Regions from separate parts of the Lactuca sativa genome. Here region 2 is linked to region 1. The links are chromatin contacts, called in public Hi-C maps. All regions are on one chromosome and are shown on one strand. The core of a region is the stretch at or near the end of the contact, and the rest is flanking DNA. Distances in the headings are between cores, read along the strand shown.

The links. Hi-C and Micro-C count contacts between places; a contact is called where the count stands out from the background.
Region 2: a contact with region 1 is called in a Hi-C map of seed, with 6 times the contacts expected there. The contact joins the promoter of LOC111898912 here to the promoter of LOC111898891 in region 1. A contact is called at or near these places in 2 of 4 Hi-C or Micro-C datasets (leaf and seed).

The regions. Positions count from the first base shown.
Region 1 is chr4:152,613,379-152,620,814 of Lsat_Salinas_v11, forward strand. LOC111898891 (adenine phosphoribosyltransferase 5) reads right to left here and starts at 2,430. Exons shown (of 7, transcript XM_023894780.3): 1 at 2,254-2,430; 2 at 2,064-2,174; 3 at 777-869; 4 at 46-195. The coding sequence starts at 2,344.
Region 2 is chr4:153,101,087-153,108,607 of Lsat_Salinas_v11, forward strand. It overlaps LOC111898912, which reads right to left and starts at 5,327. Exons shown (of 5, transcript XM_023894800.3): 1 at 5,019-5,327; 2 at 4,823-4,922; 3 at 4,282-4,381; 4 at 4,096-4,187; 5 at 3,699-4,001. The coding sequence starts at 5,175. The coding sequence ends at 3,863.

The DNA.
Region 1 (7,436 bases), core at 1,180-3,679:
GATAAAAGTAAAAGTAAGATGCTATTTTGAATATAAAAAATGTACCTAAAAGCCTTATGGCTGCCGAGAGGGTCCCACCTGTGGCCACTAGATCGTCTACAATCAACACGCTTTCCCCGGGTTGCACCGCCCCAACATGCATCTCTAGACAATCCGTACCGTACTCGAGCACATATGACTCACATATAACTTCACCTAAAATTCGAAGCAGGTTAGAGTTATATCAGACAGATGTAAATCAGGTACACAGAAGAATAAGAAACAACTTGTTTTATGTTTGATAAAATAATAATACTAATAATAATAAATAAATGGGTCCCACCAATACTAGAGTACTAGGTTTACATATAAGATTGTTTTAAATTTACATTTATATAGGAAGTACAATTTACAACTTTTTATTATAATTTATAATCAAATACATACAAAATTATTTGTAATGAAATACTCATTTAAAACTAAAATAGATGTCTTCTTCCAAATGAGATCAATATTGATTTATTGAATATGATTTGTTAAAAAAAGTTAATTTTTAGTTTTATAAAAAAGGGAAAAAGTTAAATTATGGGGACCACAAATTTCCATACATTTTTGGCAAAAATATCACCCTTGAACCAAGGGGCAAAAGGCAAGATTTTCCCTAAAGTTAACAACTTTATAATAATATATATATAAGAAGCCGATCTTGTATAAGAATAGTAGATGAATTATTGGTGTCAAGTTATTATATTTTAAAAAAAAAAAAATTTTAAAAATCTAAAAGATTAACTGCATACCTGGCAATTTTTTTGGTTTGCGTAATGGAACGAATTTAGCACCAATAGCCAATGCAATTGGAGGGCCAAATATAAATCCTCTAGCTTCCACTCCTATATTTTATGTATTATTATTGAATTTTCTTTAATCGCTATTCAAGATAATAATTGCAAATAACATCCATAAAAATATGATTATACGAAAGAGTAAATATATAAACAGAGCTTTCATTTGTAAGGCCATATTTTAATAAATTCAGCTTATGTTTTGTCATCAATCAATAATGAATCAATAGATTAGTCGTGATTGATGTAATTGATATTGCAAATTTTTTGTCTCTAAAAAATCTTAGCTAACTAACAAGGTTAGTTGTCACATTAAAAAAAACGTCGTTAATATTTAATCCACGCATAATGACAGCATTGATATGTTAATTTCATATTAGATATGAACAATCCATGTGATATGTTCTGGGGCCCACATATTACATCATTCATTCTTAAAAAATCTAAGGGGGGGGGGGGGGGGGGGGGGGGGGGGGGATGAATAGGAACAATAGATAATAAAAAGAGCTACCAAATGTACTTCATATAATGTTAATGATATTTTGTCTCTATAATATCAAGCCAAAATAGGTTAAATTTTTATTAGAACAAAGTGTTTGTATTTTATTGTTGAGAAATTTTTACATAAAAGACCCCTTTTAAAGTTTAAATCCTCAAATAACAAAACTTTACATTACTTAATCCACAAATACACAAGGGAAAAAAAAAGTTAGGATCTTGGGGCAGATTGGATAAGTTTAAATTGATTTAATTGATTTGACCACAAAGGTCAAAGATCAAACATGAAATATTCTATTATTTTTATTTTATTATCCAGAAAAGGTTAAATCGTTGCCACAATGTTGGATTTAACAGTGTTCTTGAAAAGATGAACATCTTCTAAGATATCGACCTGAGAAACAACAAATTGGTCCACCAAATTCCTAAATGTTAAGAACCCTAATTTCAGCAATTGGAGCATGTATTTTTCCTCTTTCACAGAACATTTTATTGAAAGGAAAAATGTTTTGGGATAATAGTCATTGACAGAAACCAAATCATCGAAAAAGAATTCAAAAATCATGAAATAAACTACTCACAAACTGACACACTGATCTACTCATGCAAATAGAATAAGATGAACTGGTGGAGTATCATATTCCTTTCCCTAAATTTTGCAGAGAAACCAAACAAGGAAGAAGCACATGTTTAACAGAGAATCTATGCATGAAAGCTTATAAGAGGAGTGAACAGAAATAATACCAGCAACTACTGAAATTTTCTTATCTCTGTAACGATCGACAAAGATATCAACGGTGTATTTGAACGCCTTTTGATCTAACAACAGCGTTGTTATATCTTGAAACATTATCCCTGAAGAAAAGATGGAGTTGACGAATCAGAACACAACCTGTTCGACGAAAAGCCAGAGTGAAAAAACAAGGCAAAATACCTGGTTTAGGGAAGTGAGGAACGACTCTTATGGCATCTGAAATGGCCTTTATCCTTGGGTCTCCATGTAAGCCATTTTCTTCTGCAAACATCTCTCTGTAAATAGAGAATTTTCCGGCGAAAATGGAAGGAAGGGGGCGAGTGAAAAATGGAACAGTTGGTCACTTCCTTATCTAAGCATGTCCTGTGTGCGCTTATTTATAACCGAATTAAACATGTACTTTCTTCTCAATCAAATTATTATAAAATAATTATTAATTGCAATGGATTTTGTGAAAATGTGTTTGTACTTGAAGTTAAAGATTCAAAAGAAAAAAAAAATCATAAAATAAAACTGTATGTAAAAAAATTGATTTGAATAGAGGCTCTTTGGGAAAAATATTTTATAGCTTATAGCTTTTATACGTATATAAATGTTTGATAAAAATAATTAAAAAATTTTAAAATATATAAAATTATATAAAAAACTTATCTAAAAAATATCATTGATTTTAAAAATGAAAATTAAGTCAGTTTGTAAAATTATAAAAGAGTTTTCTTTTTGTTAAATGTTATTTGAAATGATTTTGGATTTTTTTTTGTATAACTAAAAACTATAAGCTTGGTGAACGAAAAAATTATTTTTTTTTGAGTTTTTTCAAAAAGTTAGAATTAAAGGTTCTTAAAAACTACATACAAACACAATCTTAGTTTACTTCTTTTGTGAGAATGTTGCATTCTCTGAAAATGTAGGTATATTTGAATTCTATAAACCTAATAAGCTAAATTATTGAATTTAACATGTAACAAAAAAACATCTATCTCCTAATATAAGTTAAAAGATATTTTATCACAGACATATAAATGACAAAATAAATGCTGTATTCCCACTTGGCTTTTATAAGGATTATCATGAAAATTTTCTTTTATATTTGTTTAACTTATTAGACTTTATAAATGATGTAAGAACATGAAGTATAGCTTGTAAAATTTTATTTTATTTTAATTTTCAATTATTGGATTTTTAGAAATCAATTGTTTTTAACACATGCATGCGTGTATGTATGTTTTTATAATCAAGATATTGTATTGTAATTTTGTATTATTAATAATAGATTAATAATATTGGATAATAGATAAAGTACAAAACTTTATAAATAAAATAATGGGTAGGTTCAAATTGAATACTAATAATTAAACAATTAAATTGTAAAAAAAAAAAAAGAATACATATTTTTATTAAACGTCAAGTCTAACCACTAAAAATAGGGAACGAAAAGGATATATGAGAACACCATAAATTCTAGCAAAAAAGAAATCTATAAGATATAAGATATAAACTGTGTTATTAATTTAATTATATGAATATATTTATACTTTTACTGATATGAAGTTCTTGGCAAATAGTACTTTATAATAACCACGTAGAGTTTTATAATGTAAGTAGGAGATAATATTTTACTTATTTAAATAATCTTTTTATTTTAATCTGATAATATTTTCTAATATAGTATCAAAAGACAATTGAACCATTGACTTTTATGTTTCCACTCTCGCAGTTCATAAAAGTGACCTAGTCCTTTTCTAGTGTTGATGGCTTAGATTTGAACAGAAGTTAGGACTACCTATTTTTTGAATAAACAATTTTATTTAACTTTTAACTAATAATATAAAACCAAACCGTACGTACATGCAAAATTTGATTTGAACCTACAAATTCTGAATCAATTTTGTTTATGCATCTAGTACCGATGTTTTTATAAAACTGTAAATATTGTTTATATTATTTTAATGAAGTCCAAAAGTAATTTTTTACTATGATTTTGTTGGGGTTTGATTTTCAAAGTTGAAAACTTTTCGTTTTTCTTTATGTTAAATCCATATAAAATAACAATTTACTTGTAACAGCCGACGTTTTAATTTGCACTATCATTTTATAATATTTTCTGGCATTATGCACATCTATCAAAATATGGTCCCAACGAACAAACACAAAACGTTTTTTATTGTTTCCAAAAGACATATATGGGATGCTATGATGTAGGCAAAAATCATAGTAAAACCGTGGATATATAAACTATGTCCGGGCTCTTCAAAACCTCGTTGCTGATCTTTTCGGTTTTTAGTTTTTTGCATACGATCCAGAGTCATATAGGTTTAGACCTAAAACATTTTAAACATTTGATAAATCCAAATAATTTTGAAAATTTAAGGATAAAAACGAACAATTTTGAAAACTCAAGGGTTTTACTGATATCAGGTAACCGGTATGACCAATTACCTGGAAACCGGCTAAAAAGGTATATAAATGAGCAAATTAAACAAAATATCCGGTTTTACTGGACCTAAAACACGTCCAATGGTAAAACCGATATTTTTGTGAAAACTTAAGGGCTTTTATGTCATTTGCCCAAAAAAATTCAATAACTTTAAAATGATTTCTAACTATGCAATGCATGTTTTCACACAATGCAAACTTACAGGTTTCGTTCCGTTTCATTAGTCATTTCCATTTTCGTTTTATATCCTTGGGTCCGATAAGGACCAAAAAGTCACCTTGTGCTAATGTAGTTGTTGACTACCACATGAAAACAAATCATCATATTATGGCCTCATCGTTCAAAGAATCCTGCTTCGTGATGAAAGGTACTCTCCCAACAGAGTCTCATTAGTCACCTTGTGGGACATCATAGGCTAGCCGACTTTTACATTTCTTTTACATTATTATGGAGTTCACTCGATGATGCATGATCACATTTTTCTTTCCAAGATTCAATCACATACAATGTCATGCTTTACAATTTAATCATAACAATATTAAGTAATTTCAAGTCAACCATGTATAACACGAGTCATTTACCAAAATTTATAACATAGGCTTATTTATTTCAAAATCCCATAAACATAAACATGTATATTACTTAACTTTATAAATAGTATCTTTAAAAAAAGTTCTTAATTCATTAAGTTATATACTCCTAGTTAAAAAGCTTCATAAAACTCATCTCATTTAGTTAGTGAAGATTGTCTATTACTTTGACTTTTATCCTTCACTTGGTGCAGTTTAATTAATCTCCTTGCCAAAACTTATTCAAATAGCACATTAAGCTCTTAACAACATGTCTTAATCCATAAAGAGATTAATTCCAACTCATATTTAAAATGATCATACACTTGATCATATGAATTTCTCATTCCAAACTTCTGTGAACAAAATCAATTAAGCTCTACGAGTATCTCATAATTATGTCTTGATTCATTAAGAAATAATTTCACTTATCTAACAACTTACCCAATTAGGGTTTGAGTTCATATTCTTCAAATTTAAGAATTCAACCATATATTTATCAAAATAAGCTTAGAATCATGATCATGATACTCATAACAATATCAAACTTGGAAATTCGAAGCACTTGAAAAAAGTTCTAGTAAATTTCTTCGACCTCCACCATTGTTGAACATTGAGGCTTAACTAGAGGTGAAAGAAGGTACCTTGATTCACTTAGATGGCTTGATTATTTTCTTCCCTTGCATCCCCTTTTGATTTGCTTCAAGTTCTAAACTTCAGAACTTTAAAATCGCCTTAAGGAGAGCATTGGAAATCATACATGTGATAAATGGACTGATGATGTGTTTTTTATACAAAATTTTTATCAAGTTTTATTAATCCTAATCTATCACAACTCAACTAGCACACACATGTGGTGAACCCGATCGTCTAAAAGTTTAGTGATGGTAAATAAATGTATCGAGCTCTCGGGGAACAAGAATGTTCAAATTTAGAATTTTTCTATTAATAAAATTAAAGAAAATATTACAAAAGGAGGGAGGAGGTTTCCGATATTAAAGTTAGAAACTTCTAAACTCAATTACTAATGTCTAAATTGGTAAAACTATAACATCCCAAATTTCAAACATAAAATTTTGATTTAAAAAAAATATTTATTCGAATTACAGCTTTAAATATCTAGATAAAACCATTTGATTCAAAACATTTATCAGGATATCATCAAGAAGTTATTATGTGCGGAAATCTCTAATGGATGTGATGCAATCGAGCCACGCTCTTTCTTTTATGTAAGAAAACCTAAAAACATTTAAACATGAAATCGTAAGCACAAAACTTAGTGATTCCCCCCAAAATACCACATATCATACATATGATAGTGAATGTTATGGGCCGAAACATTTTTTTTACAGTCACTTTCTGCCGTGGGCCAATCATGGTCTTTCATTGCAATGTCGAGGGCTAAATCTCGATCTTACATACAAGTGACAAGGGTCATATCTTGGTCTTCCATGTAAATATCATGAAGACAACTAGCATCCTACTTACAAATGCCAGGGGTCAGATACTGGTCTTACATATAATTGCCAGGGGCCAAATTCTATTCTTTCATATATATGCCATGGATCGGTTCCTGTTCTTTCATATATATCCCAGGGGCCATATCCTGGTCTTCCATGCAAGTATCACAAAGACAACTAACATCCTCAATAGTATAGTGAGAAGACTTACATCACTATCACAGTCACGCAACCATAACTCGAAAAGTCCATAAACCGGTACTCCAACCCACCTATCGAAATAACCAAAGTCAAACCTTGGTCCACACTCTAAGACTAGAATTTAAACCAAAACTCAACCATGTTAAAATTTCAACGGTCAAAGTCAACGCCAGTTGACCTTCACGGCGTGGCCATCCCTTGGCCACATCGTGGCACCTTTTCGGCAAAACAGTTGTGATTCCCATCTTTTCCATGTCGTGACACCCAATATGTCACTCGTGGCGATAAGTTGTAACCAAATTATTTACTCAAGCTCTTAATCAGTTAAGCCCTTAAACCATACTTTCCAAGAGGCTTATAGGGACCATAATGGTCAATAAAAATCCAATATTTATATACATGCATGACCCATTCATGTCTTCCACTTTTCTAGGTCAGAAGCAAGAATATGACCTAAAACTCATGCAAGACTCTTAATTTGCATACAACTTTCTAGATCCATAAGATATAATAATCAAGGGACTAAGGAAAACCATAAAGTTGCAAACTTTATCACTTTAATCCATCCATAACTCAAATATGGACCAAAACGTACCAAATAACCTAGATCTAACAAGAGGACATCACCAAGAAGGGAACTTGAGAACTCACAGATGGTCCAGAAGATGCACATAAGAATGAAGATGGTTTGCATGT
Region 2 (7,521 bases), core at 4,077-6,576, 490 kb after region 1:
TCACTCATGTTTTCATACCAATTAAACTCATATTACCAAATGGTAATAAAAAGGTTTTTAAAAATGTTTGGATTAACTTTTGTGGTGAAAAAAAAAACACACCCTATAAATATAAAATGAATAAAAAGGGGATGGAAAGAAAGAAAAGAAGAAAGTGAGAATGTATAGTCATTTCCCAAAAGATAAAAGCAATTCAAAACTCAATATTTTTTTTTAACATGCCAAAAGTCATTTTGAAAAGAACTTATGCAATAGCTTTTTCTTATTTGTTGACTTTTTGAAAAGACAACAATAAGCTATTTTGAAAAGCAATCTCAAACACCTTCTAAATATTTTTAATCTTTTTAAATGATTGAATTACGATAATAAACCTTCGTGTTTCATGTTTATAGGAAGAAATTAAATAAAAATTCTTGAATGTAAAATTTCGAAATACTTGATAGTAAGTTGTTATTTTTGAACTATAAGGTTTAAACTTAAAAAATACTACCGGTAAGAACTATTTACATTATTGTTGGATAGTGGGGCTTAGCGAAAAGTTTGAGGAGTCGAGAGTGATGATGAATTAGTTTTTATCATTACTGTCGTCAACTCCTATAACCTCTCTTTGTACACAATATGTTGGAAAAACATGAACTTTCTTTAACTAGAAAATATGATTATTTTTCCGAATTTAAATATGAATAAATTTACACGTTTTAATAATATATAATTAGATTTTGTTCTCCTTGAAGAGAGCTTCAGAACGATATATTATACATATAAATTGGAGTTGTGATAATGAGATGTCGTCTCAAAGTAAAGATAATAGGAACAGACATTTAATGGGTATATATAGTAACATTTAATGGGTATATATAGTAACAAGTTCCTGACCAACTGATTGAATGGTGGGAGTCCTAGTGGGAGGCTCATAGATGCACTTTGTATGTATGCAACGAAGCATAAGTATCCTTTTGTTTTTTAAGAATGATATAGGGGTTGAAACTACCCATTGAGCTATCAAACAACTTGAGTTATCGTTTAACACCCAAGTTTTTTAAAAGCTTATGGTCTTAACTTGAGATTGTTTGATGATCGAATGTAGCATAAATACTACACAACATCACTTGTTGATTATTTCCTATTACCAATTATTGAACAAAAGTAGTTAATGCAAGATTTTTCTTGATATTAGATGTAATTACCTCATTGACACAAGGTTGGAGTTCTTTATGCATGTCTTTTCAGTTCCTAAAAGGTTGAGAATTTAAAGCCAATTAGAGCCATGGTTTTAATGAGCTCCTAATTTTCTTGTGGTGTTTTGCTAAAGGGATCATGATACCAGATGTGTTAATCGATATCATTTTAATGGAAGGAAGAATTCATAGAATTATTAGATAAGGAGTTTTTGGGAGTTTGATGTTGTGAACAAATAGCACGAAGACTATCGAATCGTTCCCAATAGTCATGAAGAGTTTTTATTATCCTTGATGAATACCGCAAATGTCATTGGATGCTTGTGTTACGGGATAAAACTTATCTGATAACGCTCTCGCCATATTTACCAACCCTAATGGTAGGTAAAACAGTCAATCATGTGTTCGATGGGGCACAGTTATGGGGAATGTCATTAACTTGATTTAATATTATGTGACCCCGTGTGATTTAATTTTTGAGCAAATGATATGAAATATCTTAAAGTGCTTATGAAAATATTCGTTTCCCAACCTATGATAGGTGGGAAGTTGATGGTTCAACTCGGATTTCAATTTCAATCTCCCTTCAAAATAGGGATAGTGGATGCATATAGATTGTTATGTGAAATTGGTCTTCCTGGTAACGAAAAAATCACTAAATTATTGTATATCCTCATTGTGGTGCAAATTATATTCACTCAGAGGATTGAGGTTAGAAAATAATCTTGATAATCAAATTATTGGGCATCAAGGCTTGGTTACTATTTTCTAAATTATAACTATTTAGGTTTCCAAAATAAAATGGCTAGTTGTCTTTGTCCCTAACATACATGTGAATTAACCAAAACAACAAGCATCTCCATTTTTGTATGTTTTGGCAACAAGTGTTTGGAGTTTTTAGCTTTTGAAATCAATCTCGCATTAAAAAAACAAAAAGTTTCATTTGGAAGCATGAGTTGAAAAAGTCTATTTCAAAACAAAGAATTTATAATCCAAAAAACAGTTCAAGTAGCTTTTGAAAAATTTTATGAGATTTTAACTTTTATGTTTTTTTTAATTTTTGCATATTTCAAAAGATTACAACTACATTTTTCAAAACACTTTCTTACAAATAAATATTACAGCTTCTTGCTAACAATTATTTCTCCCAAACATACACTTAGCATAAACAAAATTAAATAAGTTTCTTAAGCATGCCTGTTTGCGTGTACACCAATCGTTTTGTTTCCATATTTTTTTTAGTAATCATCATCATAGTTTCTTATTAACATTGTTGTTACTTGGTTGCTTCATGTTTACTTGGATATTCGATACTTTTTTGTGTTTAATGTTAAAAGCTTTTACTCCTATTTGTGCTTATAGCTCGACTTGAACGGAATAGACGTGAAAAAATACAAGCAATTTAAATGATGATAATCTTCTTTACAATCGATGATGACAAATTTAGATTTGTGCTCGACAATGTTGTTTGATGTTATGTATGTGTAATTTTTTGATTTTACATTTTTTAAGTTGCGAACATTATGATATGAACAACTTTTTTTTTTTGATAGACATTCATATATTTTTCTGAGATAAACTTTTAAAGTGTTTTATTACAACACCATATTTATATGACTTATTTAGTGTACTAGTTGTAATTCAATTTATTGAATACCCATTTATTACACTAGAAAATACCATATATTTTTGTCTGGATGATGTAATAAATATTGTAACATTATGTGTTACAAGTGTATTTTTATTATTGGTAATTAATTTCTTTTCATTCACTCATCTTTTCATATCAATTAAACTCAGATTACCAAAGGGTTTCTAGCCATTGTCCATTGTGATATTAAATGGTGCCCTCCTTCTTTACTTGAGACAAAGGTGAAATTAGAAGTAACTAGATTTGTTGTTTCAAAAAAAATTAAAAAAAAAAATAATAAAAAAAATTACTCATTTCATTCAATGAAAGTAACAGTAACCTAAGGTTACAAATGAATGTTATTTACCTCGTCCATTTCATTGCTCTATCAACTCTATTCCCTTGTTATTACATTCCATTCCATCCAACCAAAGTCCATTCCATTACATTGTAATTCCATTCCATCCAAATTCCAATCAAACCAATGAGATTCACTAATGTCCAATGATGTTACAATGCAAGAGAGATTACAAGTATTCCCGTAGAGAAAGTCTAACATTAGATGACGAATACAAATTATATACATTTAAAAATTTGTTTAAACAAATTAATGACATTTAAAACTTTTTAGTCATGCAAACAATCATTTTTTGAATTTCAAAAGTAGTCAACTTCTGAAAAAATGTGACTTTAAACTTGTCTATATGTTAAAACTTATTTTTAAAAACATGTAAAAACAAAAATCTCCCAAGTAAAATTGATGGATTTAACTTTTAAAAACTAGTCATAAAATTCGTCTCTCATGTTAAACTTATTAATAATAAAAAGTGGTTTTTTTTGTCATTTTTGGTACTCAAAGAGAAAAAGATGAAACACGTTTCCAAAATCAATTTATATATTAGGTAATCAAATCTTTATTTGGTTATAAACTCGCAATACTAACTCTTAAATCGTTGATTTTAAAAGTATATTCCAAAAAAAAGGCTGATCCACCATCTTAATTCCTAAATTTACAACATTCTAAAAAAAAATCAACTGCCTATTTGAATCATTATCATACAATACTATTACGAAATTTCCTGTATGAAAACCAACCTTTCAAGAAGTTTGCCACTTTAGAGCCATGAATGAACATCGACTCCCCTTCTTCATCTTCTTCAATAGAATCACAGTTTCTGGCATCATCACTTGATCTGAAAATTAAAAAAAAAAAAAACAACATTTTAGTTGCAAAACAGGCAACAAATATTTTTAAAATATAATGGGAATGAAGTGATTGATTCATACATTGAAGGTTGTTTCAACTCATCACTTTGGTTCTTGATCATTTGTTGTCTTGTTGGTCGATAGTTGATTGTAACATGTCGTACAAATTTAATCTGAATGTATCAATGACAAAAAATTTAGAGCACGTTTATTTATAAGAGCATGGGTATATTAAATTGAAGGATATGATATGGGATAATAGATAACCTGATCACCATCTTTGATTCCAAGTCTTCTTATATAAGCTTTATCATTCAACAGCTTTTGGCCTTTATAGCACAGACAAAAATGCCCCCATACATGTGACCTGATATCATTGAAGTTTCTTGAGATGTTAATAAATAGTTTACTTTTCAGATAAACCAAAAGGAACAGTCTGGTTCTATTTAACAATTGTAGAATTCAACAAATAATTGAATTCCAAATCAGTCTTCACATGTGTTGATCCTGCCATTTTCAAGTCTAACTGTTTCCTTTGCTGTCTCATTCAAGAAATCAGTTTAGTTTGAAGTATCACTTTTAGAAATTGATCTTTATAGTTGAAAAAAAAAAGTTACAGTTTGACCTAGATTCGTGGTCAAGGGAATGAAATTCAACGTAAAAGCTTATACGAGTTCATTGCAATCAAGGAAAAAACTGTTTTATAAGTTAAAAGTTATAGCGTGTTAATGCCAATTGCACCAAAATATGAATCTGTAACAAGTAACAACATCGATCGATCTTCAATACGAAAATATACGCATCTTACCAGGAAACAATGCATCTCTTCTCCTTAGGCAAGAAGCGAAAAAACTCCTCTAATACGAGTTTAAGATCTGCTACGGTAGCATTCATAGAAACCTCGACGCCTAAATAGTCAAAGAAAAGAAATCAGAACTTAAACAACTGAAATTGAGCGTGAAAACAGATTATATTACGAGATAACAGAAGAATCGAAAGTTTACCAAAGGAAGAACCATCTAATTTCAGAACAGATAACTTGAGAAGCTGTTTAGGAAGCTTGTGATATGAAAACGATAAGCGTCGAACAATGAGTGCGTTGTGCATCAAAACCCTTGGATTTCGATTATCGTGATCGAAGTTCGACATTATCTCCATCATATGTATGCCTGTGTGTGTTTTAATGATCTTGGCAATAAAGAAACCCTAGCTACTTTGGGGGTCAAACACAAGTGAGTGATGAAAAATGGCAGAATAACGAGAGAGAATCGGAGATGGAGATGGAGGTTTTTTGGGAGGGGGAACGAATTGGCGACCGTTGTAATGAGAGGAGGTTGTTTGTTGGGAAGCAGAAAAGTTTATGTACTTGCGGTTTCACTCGCTTCAATGGACGCGCGTGCGTCTGGAAGAGTTTACACTTAAGTTATACAAATGGTCCCTCAGTTTATAAAATGTTATAAGTTTAGTCTTTTTTATTTATACGAATGATACATACTGTTTTACTTTATTGGGTCTTTGGTCCTAAGTCTTTAACTTACATAAATAGTAATTTTCTTTAGCATTTTCTAATATTTTTTAGTGTTCTTTTTTTCTACAAAAGACACTATATTTTGATTTGTAAGGGTGGATGAAGAGGATAAATATATAATTTTAGGCATGTTTAATGCTTTGATCAATTAGTGTTTTTTTTTCTTCGTTTACGTTAAGTATACCAATATTCAATTACATAGGACTTTAAAGATTGGGACCTTAACAATGCTCATACCTAGATTACTTAGTGAAATCTTTACGATTTCTCATTGTTGATTTTCTTGAATTCACAACTCCTTTCTTTAAGATTTCGATTCAAAACATGTTGTTAACTGGTCATATTGAAAGTCACTGGAATTTTTTCCTCTATATATGGCAAAAAAATTATAAATTTTGGGGTTTTGTCCCTTATTTTTGCTAAAGGAAATGGTTGGTATTGCTACATGGAAATGGAGTTCTTCATTTCCTTAGTGTTTTCATCAAAAAGTGTGTCAATTTTATCATATTCTCATACCCATTTGGATATGTTTATCCCTACACCAATTTCATAATCTCTAGAATTGACTCCGATCTTAAGGAAAGGGTTTGAGTTTTTTTTACAACCAAACGATGATCAGAAAATGGGATGGGGTTGTGAGTTGGACGATAAGGAAACGGTGCAAAAGAAGATCGGTGTGTTACCGATGGAGTGGGGATGATCAAGTGGTGTTGAGGGGTTAGGGGTGGTAACACGAAGGAAGAAATGGGTGTTGGTAGTCACAGGCTATTTTAGGGGTGGTTTTTAAACTATAAGGTATTATTATAAATTAGAAAAAAGAAAATAATATTAAAGATTAATGAAAAATCAAAGTAAGGATAATATGGTAACTTTAGATCAAACATAAAATAAGATGAACTACAAGGACCAATCATTCCAAAAAAATTCAAAGAGACCATGTGTGTCAAAAACATGAAAAGGGACTAAACATGTAATTTAGATTTAGCTCAATAGGATTTATTTATCATGCATAAACTAGCTTATTTTTTTAATGCGATTTAATGCTTAATGAGTCACGGTAATATCTTATAAACTAGTACTTTATAAACTAGTTTAAAAAAAATGTTGTATTGATAAGTTAACTCTTAATCTAAAAAATCATTTTTAATAGTACATCCAACACAATCTAATTTGTTAAGTATTATGCTGTAACGTCCCAAATTTCAATCCAAATTTTTTGATTAAAATTTTAAGTATTTATTTAATTCACAACTGCAAGATCTTAAAACATTTATCAGAGTATCATTAAAAATTATCAAGTAGACAAGTCCCTCATTGATGTGATGTAATCGAACCATGCCTCTCCTTTAATATAAGAAAACCTGAAACATGTAAACCACAAATCGTAAGCACAAAGCGTAGTAAGTTCACCAAAATACCACACACAACACAACACAAATAAACAACTATGGGTTATCAGCAACCCTGAATCCTATCAGCAGTCCCAGTACGCTAACAGCACACTCAGTGGGTTATCAGCAATACTGGAGACTATCAGCAGTCTCAGTCATATATAAACATCATAACACAATAATAACAGCTAGACCCAGGTGGTCATCACAAATATAACTATTCTACCACACATGCTCATAAAAACATGCGAGAGTCACAAAGACATCTAACATCTTACATACATAATTTAGTGAGTCGGCATTGGCACCTTCGACTCACGAGCACTGGGAGAATACTCACCTGAATCGAAGAACCCTGAAACACTATGACACGATCCCTTTTCTGCACTGCTCGCACCCGTGAATCCACTAATACCAGAACCAGATAAAATCTTAATTAATAACCCAAAACCCTCAAGTTTGACCCAAGGTCAAACTTGGTCAAAAAGTCAATGGTCAACAGAAGTCAAAGTCAACATATCAACTTCAGGCTGAGTACGTTTAGCGTACTCAGCTCGTACCCATGGCATACTCAGCTCATACACATGG